2 separate regions of the Mus musculus genome follow, and region 2 is linked to region 1. Evidence: chromatin contacts called from public Hi-C data. All regions are on one chromosome and are shown on one strand. Each heading gives the region's core, a stretch centred on a gene start, on an enhancer-like site or on the middle of the called end of the contact. The rest is flanking DNA. Distances are from core to core; before and after follow the strand shown. Region 1 overlaps Cald1 (caldesmon 1). Region 2 holds the start of Wdr91 (WD repeat domain 91).

Region 1 (5,396 bases), core at 2,689-5,188:
CAAACCCGGGCTTGTGTGATAGGCACTTTTGCTGGCTTCACCGTCTCTCCAGCCCCAAAGATGGGTTTTAAGGGATTGAGCTTTCTAGGCCTCTTCTCTGGGGAGGAGTAAAATGACAGTATTCATGAAACATAGGGAAGAAAGGTATAGAATGGATAATTTTGCTTTGCAAGGATTGATCACTCAGTCAAGGCTGTTGCTGAAATGTGATTGTAGGGTTCCTGCAAGCCACCATGGAAATAGTCTTGATTCTCTGAGTCTGTCTCCCCTGTGAATGGCCGGTTCGCCATCCAGGCACCTGGTCACCACAGTGGACGCCGTTTTTTGTGACTCTTCCTCTTCCCTCTCCCCTGCCTTGGTTGGGGGATAAGGCCTCACGTTATGCTGTGTATCCAATCTTTCTTCACCCATCAAAAGTGGCTCTGTAGAGGTTGGTCCAACAAGGCAGGTACAGGCGCAGAGAGCTCAGCTCCCCGACTTGTCCCTGGCATCCCTGGCATTCCTAACTGGGTGGTGAGGATGCATTTCCCACAGGCGCACAGCTGCACGCCTCTGCTCTACTTTCCCACGTACCTTGGGGCTGAAAAGGTGGCTGTGGACTCTCTGGCCTGAAGTCCCAGCTACCATGTGGAATGGTGCTGAAGCTCCAAAACCCAATTTACAAATGAAAGTTTTGGAAAGGCTTTTCTATAAATGTAGCACTGGCTGGATTTGTTTCCAGCCCTAATTGAATTTTTAAGAGGAGTCTTTTAGAATCTGTAAACCTCCCTCACTTCCATCTATTCATTCAACAAATATTCTGAGTTTCCTGTACTAGTTAGTATGTTGTATCGGGCACTAAGAACATTGAAAAGAACAAAGCCCAGGCTCTGTCCCCAAGCTTATGTCATTCTGTAACCTCCCAAACGCTTCATAAGTAAGCTTTGCCATCACCCTTTATCTACTGCCCAAATGTGTGTGTGTGTGTGTGTGTGTGTGTGTGTGTGTGTGTGTGTGTGTGAGCGCATTCGTATGCCTCAGAGAGCCTCAATTCTGAACTAACTCCTGTAAATGACACCATGATCTCAAAAAGTCACTTCAGCCTGCTTCGACATGGCGAGGCCATGATACAGGAGATGCTAATGTCTGCTGTGTGGAAAGGTGAACAGAGACACCCACCATCCATCAAAGTATACAGAAAAACATTAAGGACAAAAACCTAGTGAAGCTGTTATTAAACAACCTTGCTTTCCCAATGAAAACTTAGTATCAGAGGAACACTTAGGGAGACCATGTGTTCTCCATAGAGCCAGGCAAGAGTCCGTATGATGCAACCTCGTAAGTGAAGTTTTCAGAGTGGTATTTGGTTGTGATGTTGTAACCAGCTTTGTAGTTAAGAAACCCAATTAGGTCATCTTCCTCCCCCTCCCCCCTTAAATATTTTTGCTGGTTGTAGAAATCAAAAAAGCAACTAGGTGGTCGTTGGGTTGTTAAGTTCTGAGCAGATTTGTGAAGGGCACACTTTGCCTGATGCTACGTTTTACACCACAAGTTTGATCAACATCAATTTCCTCTGTGTTTAAGGCCACGTTTTATTAAAGGCAACTTACGTTAAACAAAATTGTTTGGTAAGGGCAGTTTAAAACAATAAACTTGTAGATAAAATAGGCTATGTTTTTCTCATCGGTCTTTCACATTTCCTTCCTAATTTATTATCAACCTCATCACATACAGATGCTGATTAAAATGAATGTGTCCTTCAACCTGTGCTGGGTTCCTGTTTAGACTCTAAGTAACTCTGGACATCTCCTCCTTCCAAGCCACGTCTGCCGGCTTTATTTAATTCTCTCTGTGTTTTCCCTTCCCATGGCTGCTTACTGATTGTGTACTTCAGTGTTTTCTTTGACAAAAATGCCCGAGCTGATGAACTTCTTTTGTTTGGGTCCATTGATGCAGAGGTGTTGGTCTCTGATCATTTGGCCTTATGACTTTGGGCCTTTTTTGTGGTGTAGCATCATGGCACAAGTGTGTGGTGGAAGACACGGTCTACAGACTTGGTTTCTGGGAAACAAAAAGACACAAAAAGGCCAGTTCATAGACATTCTCCTGCTAACTTCTTCTAAGTGGGACCCACTTATTAACAGTAGTGCCCCCTCCACACTACAGTATAGCAAGCCTGGGGACCAAGTCTGTAACCCGGGGCTGGTGAGTAGACTGCTTCACTCTCCTTTTCTAGAGTTTCATCCTCCACATGGTTTTGTCCTTCATTTTGAAAGTCTCAGACGAAGGTTAAGATAACAGCCAAGTACGAATGGTCTCCCCATCCTTCAGAGAAGACCATGCACTGGCCGCTTTAGCATGTTAGGAAGGGAAACACTGTATGCATACAGCAGTGGATTCTACCGAAGGCAGCAAGCAAATCACACCCCTGTGGGGTTTCCAGGGGAAGAGAATGAAGTGACCACTATTAATCACTGAGTGAATGATGGTTTAAAGTGTCTCCACACAAGCCCATGTGTTGTACACTTGGTCCCCAGCTGATGGTTGCTGTTTTGTAGGATTACGGAAGCTTGAGGAGGTGGCGTCTAACAGGTCACCAGGCAGGGGGCTGGGGTTGGGGTCCAGGTTTTAGAGGATAGATCCTTGTCCTGGTAGTTTCCAGTTGCTCTCTGCTTCCTGTCCACCACAAGGTGATGTGTAGAACGGCCTTTTCTAGCTCTCACCGCCATGATGTTTTGATGGAACACACGTAGCCAAGCAACCGTGTGCAGAAGACAGTGTGAGTCAGAAGTTACACTTCTTCCCTGAAGGCTACAGCCATAAGAAAAATACCAGCAGCGGATAGGTTGCTAAGTTCACTGTGCTCTGCCTTCTCCACCTGTGGAAAGGCTAGCGGAAGCTAAGGGAACTAGTCCCCACAGCAACGAATCCCGGTGGAAGCTTCAATCAGTATACCACACCCCTGCTTTTGATTCTGAGCATCCCATTTTTCAGAAACCCCAGAGCCCCCGAGGCTGGGGCAAATGCGGTGGAATTGAGTCTGTGATTGACCTGCATTCATTATCATATCCCACTTTTCAGAAAGTCAAGAGTTCTTTGTCTCTGGTTGTACTTGCTTTGTTTAGTTCCCACTAGGAAGCAGGTCCCACACAACTGTCTTCAGGACAAGTCCAGTCTTCAAGGACATTTGCTAAACACTGAGGCAAAAAAAAAAAAAAAAATAGACTTCCTCATTTTTCTTATTTGTCCTAAATGAGGAACACCAGGAAGGAAAGAATGTGGTAGGATGTAAGATGTGTTTGTCAACCAGGGCCGCCAGTTCTTAAGTACTCTTGACAGATGAGCAACATGTATGTTAAGAATCCCGAGACTTGACCATCCTGAAAATCTTGGGTTCCAGTTTATCTGTTTATTAACAGTGTGCTCAGAGAGAGGTACTTAATGTCTGTGAGTTTCTTACTACATTCATCTACAAAAAAAAAGAGAGAGAGAAAAATGACTGTAGTTAACACAACTTCTGATGTTTAGTGAGAGTTCACAAGGCAGGAGGGGTGGGTGGTTAACTGTGAGAGCCATTTGAGGGAGTTAGTACATAGAAGGTGAGTGGGTTGCTAGGTAATCACAAGAGCAGGGCCAAGTCTGATGGGGTGAATTCGTTTCCTGGAACTTCCAGGGCAAAGTAGAAAGGCAAATGGGTGGCTTAGAAAGACAGAAGTTTGTTAGAAGTCTGAAAGTAACATCAGTGGGGACTCACTCTAGGAGACCACTGGGAAGGGTCTGTCCTGGCCTCTTCTAGCTTCTGATGGCCCTAGATGTCCCTTGGCTCATGGCCTTGTGTCTCAGTAGTTTCACATGCCATTCTGGATGTCTCTTTCCATTGCCCTCCCCCCATGCATGTCTGTGTTTGTGTTCAGAGGACACCAGTTGTACTGGATTGCATACCACTCAGATGACCTCATCTCCACGTCCTTACATCTGCAAAGACCTCCCATTGAAGTCACGGAGAGGCTTAGGGTTAGGAGATCAACAGAGCTCTGTGGGGAATGCAATTCAGCTCATTTGTAAGTGAGCAGATCTCCTAGAATTACATGACACTCAACAGGCCCAGCCAGACCTTTAAAGTTTGCTAATGTCCCCACAAAATGGGCAAACATCTTGCATCCCAGAGGGGGCTATTAGCTAGTCTCTTGAGTATTTCCTAACCACAAAAGTTCCCTAGTCCTAAGAACAGGAAGGGGCTTTTCTCCTGAAATGAAGGACACCCAGAAAGAATTTGTTAACTCTGTTAACTTCAAGGCAAAGAGTTGTACAGTCCCAGATAAAGCTTAGGTCTGCAAAGTTCACGCTCTCTGCTCTGGCCCTGCATACTTCTTAAATGTCCGACCTTACTTAAATATGCGCTTTGATCTCTCCTGGGTCTCAAGACTGGTGAGTTAAAGAGAGACCATGTAAAAGCCCCTACCCCAAAGAGCGGAGATATCTCTGTTAACCAACTTCTCCCAGGAGGCCTGGGATGCTAAGGAGTATGAGCCCCACTCAGAGCTACAGTGAAAACTCCCAATATCCTCAGGCTTAGGAAGACTACAGGAACACAGCAAAGGTGAAAGTGAGCATATGAAAAGAGAAATTTAGAAGAGAGGACATTTTAAGAAGTCAGCTAGACTGAGTGCCAATACAATGTAACCAACCTTCCAACTGAACATGCTACAACTGCTCCTTAACAAAGCAGAGCTGCTCAGTCCTTAAATTGAATACTGTATCGGTTTCCTGGGGTCACTGTTACAAATCACCACCCACTAAGTGGCTTAAAAATGATAGCTGAGTGGTCCTTCCACGGGTGACTGCCCTTCTGTGGATGAGCATAGGATACACCCAGACATAGAAATATTATCCACTACTGAAAAAAAAAAAGGCTGTTAAGTCATGGGGGAAAAAAAAAACTTGTCTGAAACTTGGACAAATACTATGAAGTGAAAGAAATTGGTCTGAAAAAGACCAACATAGCTTTTAAGCATACATTGATCTGTAGAAGCCAAGACTAATGGAGACAGAAGTCATTGGTGAGTGCCAAAGCTTGGGGGAGAAGGAAAGAGGCTTAAGAGGGGCCAGTGAGCAGAGTGCAGGAGGACTTGGGTGAGGGGTATATACTGGAGCTGTGGGGGCAGGTTGTTCAAATGCACAGACAGCATCAGGTCCAAGCGCTGGATAACCCTGCTGTCTGCTCGTGCAACACATCGCTTGGTTTTGGTTTTGAAGCTAAGGTGGAGTTTAAGAAGAAGCTGTCCCAATACATATCTAAACCCGAGCCTTAAGGGGGAGTGAGGTGCTTGGTTAAGAAGAGAATGGTAAACACCCAAGACCTGGTTGCGGGGTTATGGAAAGAGCAATACCTGCCTGGGTCTGTCAGATGTTCCAGA
Region 2 (5,271 bases), core at 1,163-3,662, 190 kb after region 1:
ACCTCCTGTCAGGCCAGTAAAACAGTATCTATATATAAAGAAAATCATCACCTTTTTCTCCTTCCTTCCTTTCTTTCTTTTTTTTTTGTTTTTTGGTTTTTTTTGTTTGTTTTTTGGTTTTTTTTTTTCAAGACAGGATTTCTCTGTGTGGCCCTGACTGTCCTGGAACTCACTCTGTAGACCAGGCTGGCCTCGAACTCAGAAATCTGCCTGTCTCTGCCTCCCAAGTGCTGGGATTAAAGGCATGTGCCACCCCTGCCCGGCCTTTTCTCATTTCAAAGCTGATTTATACTGCAGTTCTGGGGCTGGGGGATAGCTCAGTTGTAGATCATTCATCTGGAATGCACAGAGTCCTAGGTTCAATCCCCAGCACCAGCTAAAACCAGGCACGCGGCACACCTGTCTACCTAGCACTTGAAATACTGAAGCAGGAAGATCAGAAGTTCAAGGTCATCCTCAACACATATCAAGTTAGAGGCCAGCCCAGGACACATGAGACTCAACCAATTTCAAAATCAAAAGTCAACTGAGGTTCTCTTGACAAGTGCCATACTGAAAACAATCCCTAGGTGATGCTCAAATAATCTAAATTAGTGCCCCAAATCAGCTACATTTTGTTTTGCTTTTAGAGACAGGGTTTCTCTGTGCAGCCCTGGCTATCCTAGAATTCACTCTGCAGCAGAGACTGGCCTCAAACTCAGAGATTCACCTACCCCTGCCTCCTGAGTGCTGGGAAAGAAGGGAGAAGTGCACCACCACTGCCAGCTCCAGCTTTGTATATAGTTTATATATAAAATATATATAACGTTTATAGTCCTTAAAATGCCACACAAGTTTACATGCTTAAAACCAAAAGGACATAGAACTGGGGAAAACCAATCAGATGATCTCTACAGATCATAAGACACTGGGGATGGGGAAACAGTCAAAAGCAAGAAGTACCTGGATTGTGTAGACAAGATAAAAGCGGAACAGGCTGGTTTTCAGTTTGTTGATGGTAGGTCGATAGATATCCTCCAAGCGGCTGAAGAGCCTGCGTTCCAGGTAGCTCCAATAATCCCGAAGGGCAGCCAAGTCGTAAACCTGCATCAACTGTTGCAGCTGGTCCACAATCTTGTCCACCTGAGGGGAGACAGACAGAAGGAAATTCTCACCTCACTATACATCGTATAGTTTCATCTTCTTCCTATGGCTCCCAGATGTAAAAACATATAGTCCAGTTGGCAATCTATAAAATCCCCAAGATATGTTAGCATACTAGCTTTCAAGTTATTTTCTCATGCTAGATACAGGACTTGGTGCTCTGGCAAGCTCGGAAATTCCAGAAAGCAAGAGCTTTGGCTCCAGGTGTTGAGTCTCCTTGACCAACTTGGCAATGTCACTTCAACAGCAGTCTTGATTGCCTCACACTGTAAAAATAAGTAAGAGCCAATGAGCCAGAGACAATTGCCAGGGTCCTCGTCCCAGCTCCACAGTTTCTGAATTCCAAGAGACACAGTGATTACTGGCTCCCTGCGGGTCATCAGAGTCCCACCTGAGCCTCAGTGGCTGCTGCCTTCAGTCAAAGACAATCACACCATGACAGTGTTTTGAATACCACTGCTGTCTGGAGTAGGGAAATGCTTTGCTTTGCCACCAAGCAACCAATAAACTCGAAAGGTAGAAACCAATATCCTAACTTCCTTCTGATGCGCCAACAACTAGCTCACCACCTCCCTCAATCCATCTGCCCAAGACCAATTTAACTCTGTACGTGCAAACATACAAATCATAAGCAAAGAAATCCCAAGCGCCTCTCAGTGGAAACTAGTATCAGAGAACTTTGTGCTTCAAAGCAGAAGGGAATCTTCCAATGATTCCCTGATGCCATTCTTACAATCTACCTCCCAGACCTGAACCCAGTCTTCTGGGCGCAGCCCCCTTTGCTCCCGCTTCTTCCATCAAAATTCAGACTTGCGCTCAACCATGGCTCTTAAAGTGTTGTAACCACGCCGGCCAGCCATTGGCTAGCACCTGCTGAGAGGCTGGCATGGAGTGAAGCCCTGTACCGGGAACCAGGGACCTGAGTCCCGATGCTCCTGACTCACTCACTGAGCAACTTCGGGCATGTCACGACCATCTCCGGCCCTCAGTTCCTCCTATGTCAAGCGAGGGCCAGACCGGAGACGCCTTCAGTCCCCTACCATGCAGTGACAGCGCCGCCCTCGCCCCGGAGGGCAGGGTTGGAGCAGGAGGCCCGCCCCCCGAGCCGCCTCCGCCGCCCCTGCCGACCCCTCACCCGGAACCCCTTCTCTTTGTCCGCCTTGATCTCCGCATCCAGCTGCCGCAGTGTGTGCGTGAAGCCACGGAAGAGCAGGTACTCCCGGACCAGCTCGTCTGTGCGCTCCACCGCCTCCGCCATCGCTGCGCGCGCGCGCTGCAAAAGACCCGAGCCGCTCAGGGCGGAGGGGCGGGGCTTGGAGCGACGGGGCGGAGCCTATCTCGGGCGCCTCGTACGTCACGCCACGCCCAACCTACCAACCTTGCGCTCCGCCCCGCCCCGCAGGCGCCCCGCCCATCTCCCCCTGTAGCCCCGCCCCTCCCTACTCTCAGCCAGCTCCCGGGCGTCTCGGCTTGCTGAAGTTTTCTGGTGATACAGAGTGTGTCCTGAGTTGCTAACACTGATGCCTCGATCCAAGTAAAGTAAAGCTGGACCTTGCGAACCTTCCACATATTCACAGGGCGGGGAGGGAGTGATGTTCCCAGCTTATTGGCATGACACTGCAGAATCTTTTGTCCTCTATCCTCCTCTTACAAAAGGAGAAAACTCGAGCCCCAACAGGTAAAGTGGCCAGTGTGAAGTCAACTCATAAAAGTCCAGCTTGGACCTCTTTTCTTTTCTTTTCTTTTCTTTTCTTTTCTTTTCTTTTCTTTTCTTTTCCTTTCCTTTCCTTTCCTTTCCTTTCCTTTCCTTTCTTTTCTTTTCTTTTCTTTTCTTTTCTTTTCTTTTCTTTTCTTTTCCTTCTTTTTTGGCCAGGGCCTCACACACGCTAGGCAAGCACCCTACCGCTGAGCTGCTTTTGGGTTTTGTCACAGTCTCACTAAATTGACCACACAGATCTTGAACTTGCAATAAAAAAAAAATCCCCACCACCAGTCCTGTCTAGCCCTGAGTTCCTGAGTAAGAAGGGTAAACTATACCAACCAAGATGTACCACTTAGAGAAATTTTAAAAAAGGCAAGTTTCAGAAGGGTGTGACCTATGGTCCCAGTTTCTTGTTAGTTTTTTCAATTAATTGTGGTTTTGTGAACAGTTTTTAAACTCAGGAAAATTGTAAAACAACCTATATTTTATTCTCTGAAGGACTTCCAGTTCCTTTTGCCTTCTTTCTTTTTCTTGTTTAGAAAATTATTTGAAGTTTTTACAAGGCATACATACACATTTTGCCTTATTTCTTCATCTTTGAGAGAGCACTGATAATGTCCACCAGGCACAGTCATAATGACGATTTGATAAGATAGTGCATGAAGACCAGGCGTGGTGGTGTATACTCTGGAGACAGAGCTAGGCAGGTCTCTGTGAGTTCAAGGCCAGCCATTCTTAATTAAAAAAAAAAAAAAAAAGCCGGGCATGGTGGTGCACGCCTTTAATCCCAACACTCGGGAGGCAGAGGCAGGCGGATTTCTGAGTTCGAGGCCAGCCTGGTCTACAAAGTGAGTTCCAGGACAGCCAGGACTACACAGAGAAACCCTGTCTCAAAAACACCAAAAAAAAAAAAAAAAAGGCATCAAAAAGATCAAATTATTTATGTGTATACACACACACATACATACACACACACACACACACATACACACATGGGTGTGGGTATCTATGCCCTTGTGGGGGCCCAAAGAGAGTACTGGGTGTCTTTCTCCACTTTTTCCTTTAGAAACAGGGTCTCTCCCTGGAACTGGGGCTCTCATTTTCACGGCTAGGCTGGAGGCCAGCAAGCCTCCACAGTCCCTTATGTCTGCCCGCCTCAGAGCTGAGGTTATGCTTGTTTATAGGGACATCCAGCTTTATACATGGGTGCTAGGGCCCAAACTCTGATCTTCATGATTATGGAGCAAGCAGTCTTAACTACTGTGCCATCTCTCCAGCCTCAAGATTGTATTATATATATAAACATATAAATATATAAAATTATTTATATAGAATGTATAGTACATTGATTTTTATTATATTTATATATAATATAAATACATTTTATATAATATATTATTTATATATAATACATACATATATTATATATTATGCAATATATAATATATTATACAAGGTATAATATATATTTATATAATAGTTAAATATAAATTTTTACTTATATATTGTATAAATATAAAATATATTTTTTACATATTTATATTATATAATGAATGAGAAGCAGTCTCTCTGTGCCCTCTCATACACCCCTTGTTCAATCTGAAATGTCTTCAGGCACTCACATTAGCTGCCTTTTCTCCCTCCAGCGTTTGTTCAGATGTCATGTCTCAGTTTTTGTCTGCTTTCCTAACAAAGTGTCACGAACTGGGTGGCTTTGAAAGGACTTAGTTCTCATAGTTCTGGTGCCCAGAAAGTTAAAAATACAGGCTCGGCTGTAGCACAGATTTTAGGATCAAAGACCGGGTCCGTGTCCCCCCCCCCCCCCGTCCCCCGTCCCCCGTCCCCGGTCCCCCGTCCCCCGTCCCCCCCCCCCCCGCAGCTCTGTTGAGCTAAGTTCCATCCTCTATGGTATAATAATAATAATTAATAAGCAGAGAAAGGAGATTTGTTCAGCGTAGCCATCTTGAAAAGAGGAATGAATTTTTCTAAAGACCCAGTGGCCCACAGATCTGCTCTCTTGACATGAGGTTAAGGTTTAAGTAGACGGCAAGATGTGTGCCTAAGTAAGCACCTCCCGGTCAATCGTGGTCCAGGACATCATTGGCCCTCACTGCCTCAACTCCAGCCTTTTCCTGCAAGTGTTCTAAGTTGTCAGAAATTAGTGAACTCTCTTCCCAGGAGAGAACTTCCTCTTATGGCTGACACCAGATCCCAACCTCCCCGCAGCACGAGGTTGCCAGGGAAATACCAATTCCCTGGGAACCATTGTGTCAGTAGTCTGATAGCAAAGGAAGAGACACACAGGAGTGTCCCTCTTTAGGATATACATTCCTTCCTACACCAGGGCAGTCACACCAGGAGATTCTTAAAAGCCTCACCTTCCAAGCCAGGCAAGTGGTGGCAGTGCACACCTTCAATCCCAGCAC

What was found. Hi-C and Micro-C count contacts between places; a contact is called where the count stands out from the background.
Region 2: a contact with region 1 is called in a Hi-C map of liver, with 2.3 times the contacts expected there. The contact joins the promoter of Wdr91 here to the enhancer-like site in region 1. A contact is called at or near these places in 5 of 39 promoter capture datasets (the 3T3-L1 cell line, the C10 cell line, liver and 1 more), 1 of 15 datasets of contacts at CTCF or cohesin (large pre-B cells), 2 of 484 Hi-C or Micro-C datasets (extraembryonic endoderm stem cells and liver) and 9 of 115 datasets of contacts at active chromatin or transcription factors (embryonic stem cells, extraembryonic endoderm stem cells, large pre-B cells and 2 more).

What each region holds. Positions count from the first base shown.
Region 1 is chr6:34,713,478-34,718,873 of GRCm38.p6, forward strand. The region is part of intron 3 of Cald1 (caldesmon 1); the gene reads left to right. It overlaps Gm38787 (a long non-coding RNA gene), which reads right to left. Exons shown (of 3, transcript XR_868972.2): 2 at 1-3,448. Among named protein-coding and RNA genes, the nearest start is that of Gm38787, 17 kb to the right of the region's middle. Within about 2 kb of position 3,939, at least 104 of the 459 cell types and tissues checked have an H3K27ac peak or open chromatin away from gene starts, as enhancers often do. A contact at or near this core is called in embryonic stem cells, liver, pancreatic cancer cells and 1 more, where this site is marked.
Region 2 is chr6:34,908,419-34,913,689 of GRCm38.p6, forward strand. Wdr91 (WD repeat domain 91) reads right to left here and starts at 2,413. Exons shown (of 15, transcript NM_001013366.1): 1 at 2,279-2,413; 2 at 943-1,122. The coding sequence starts at 2,401.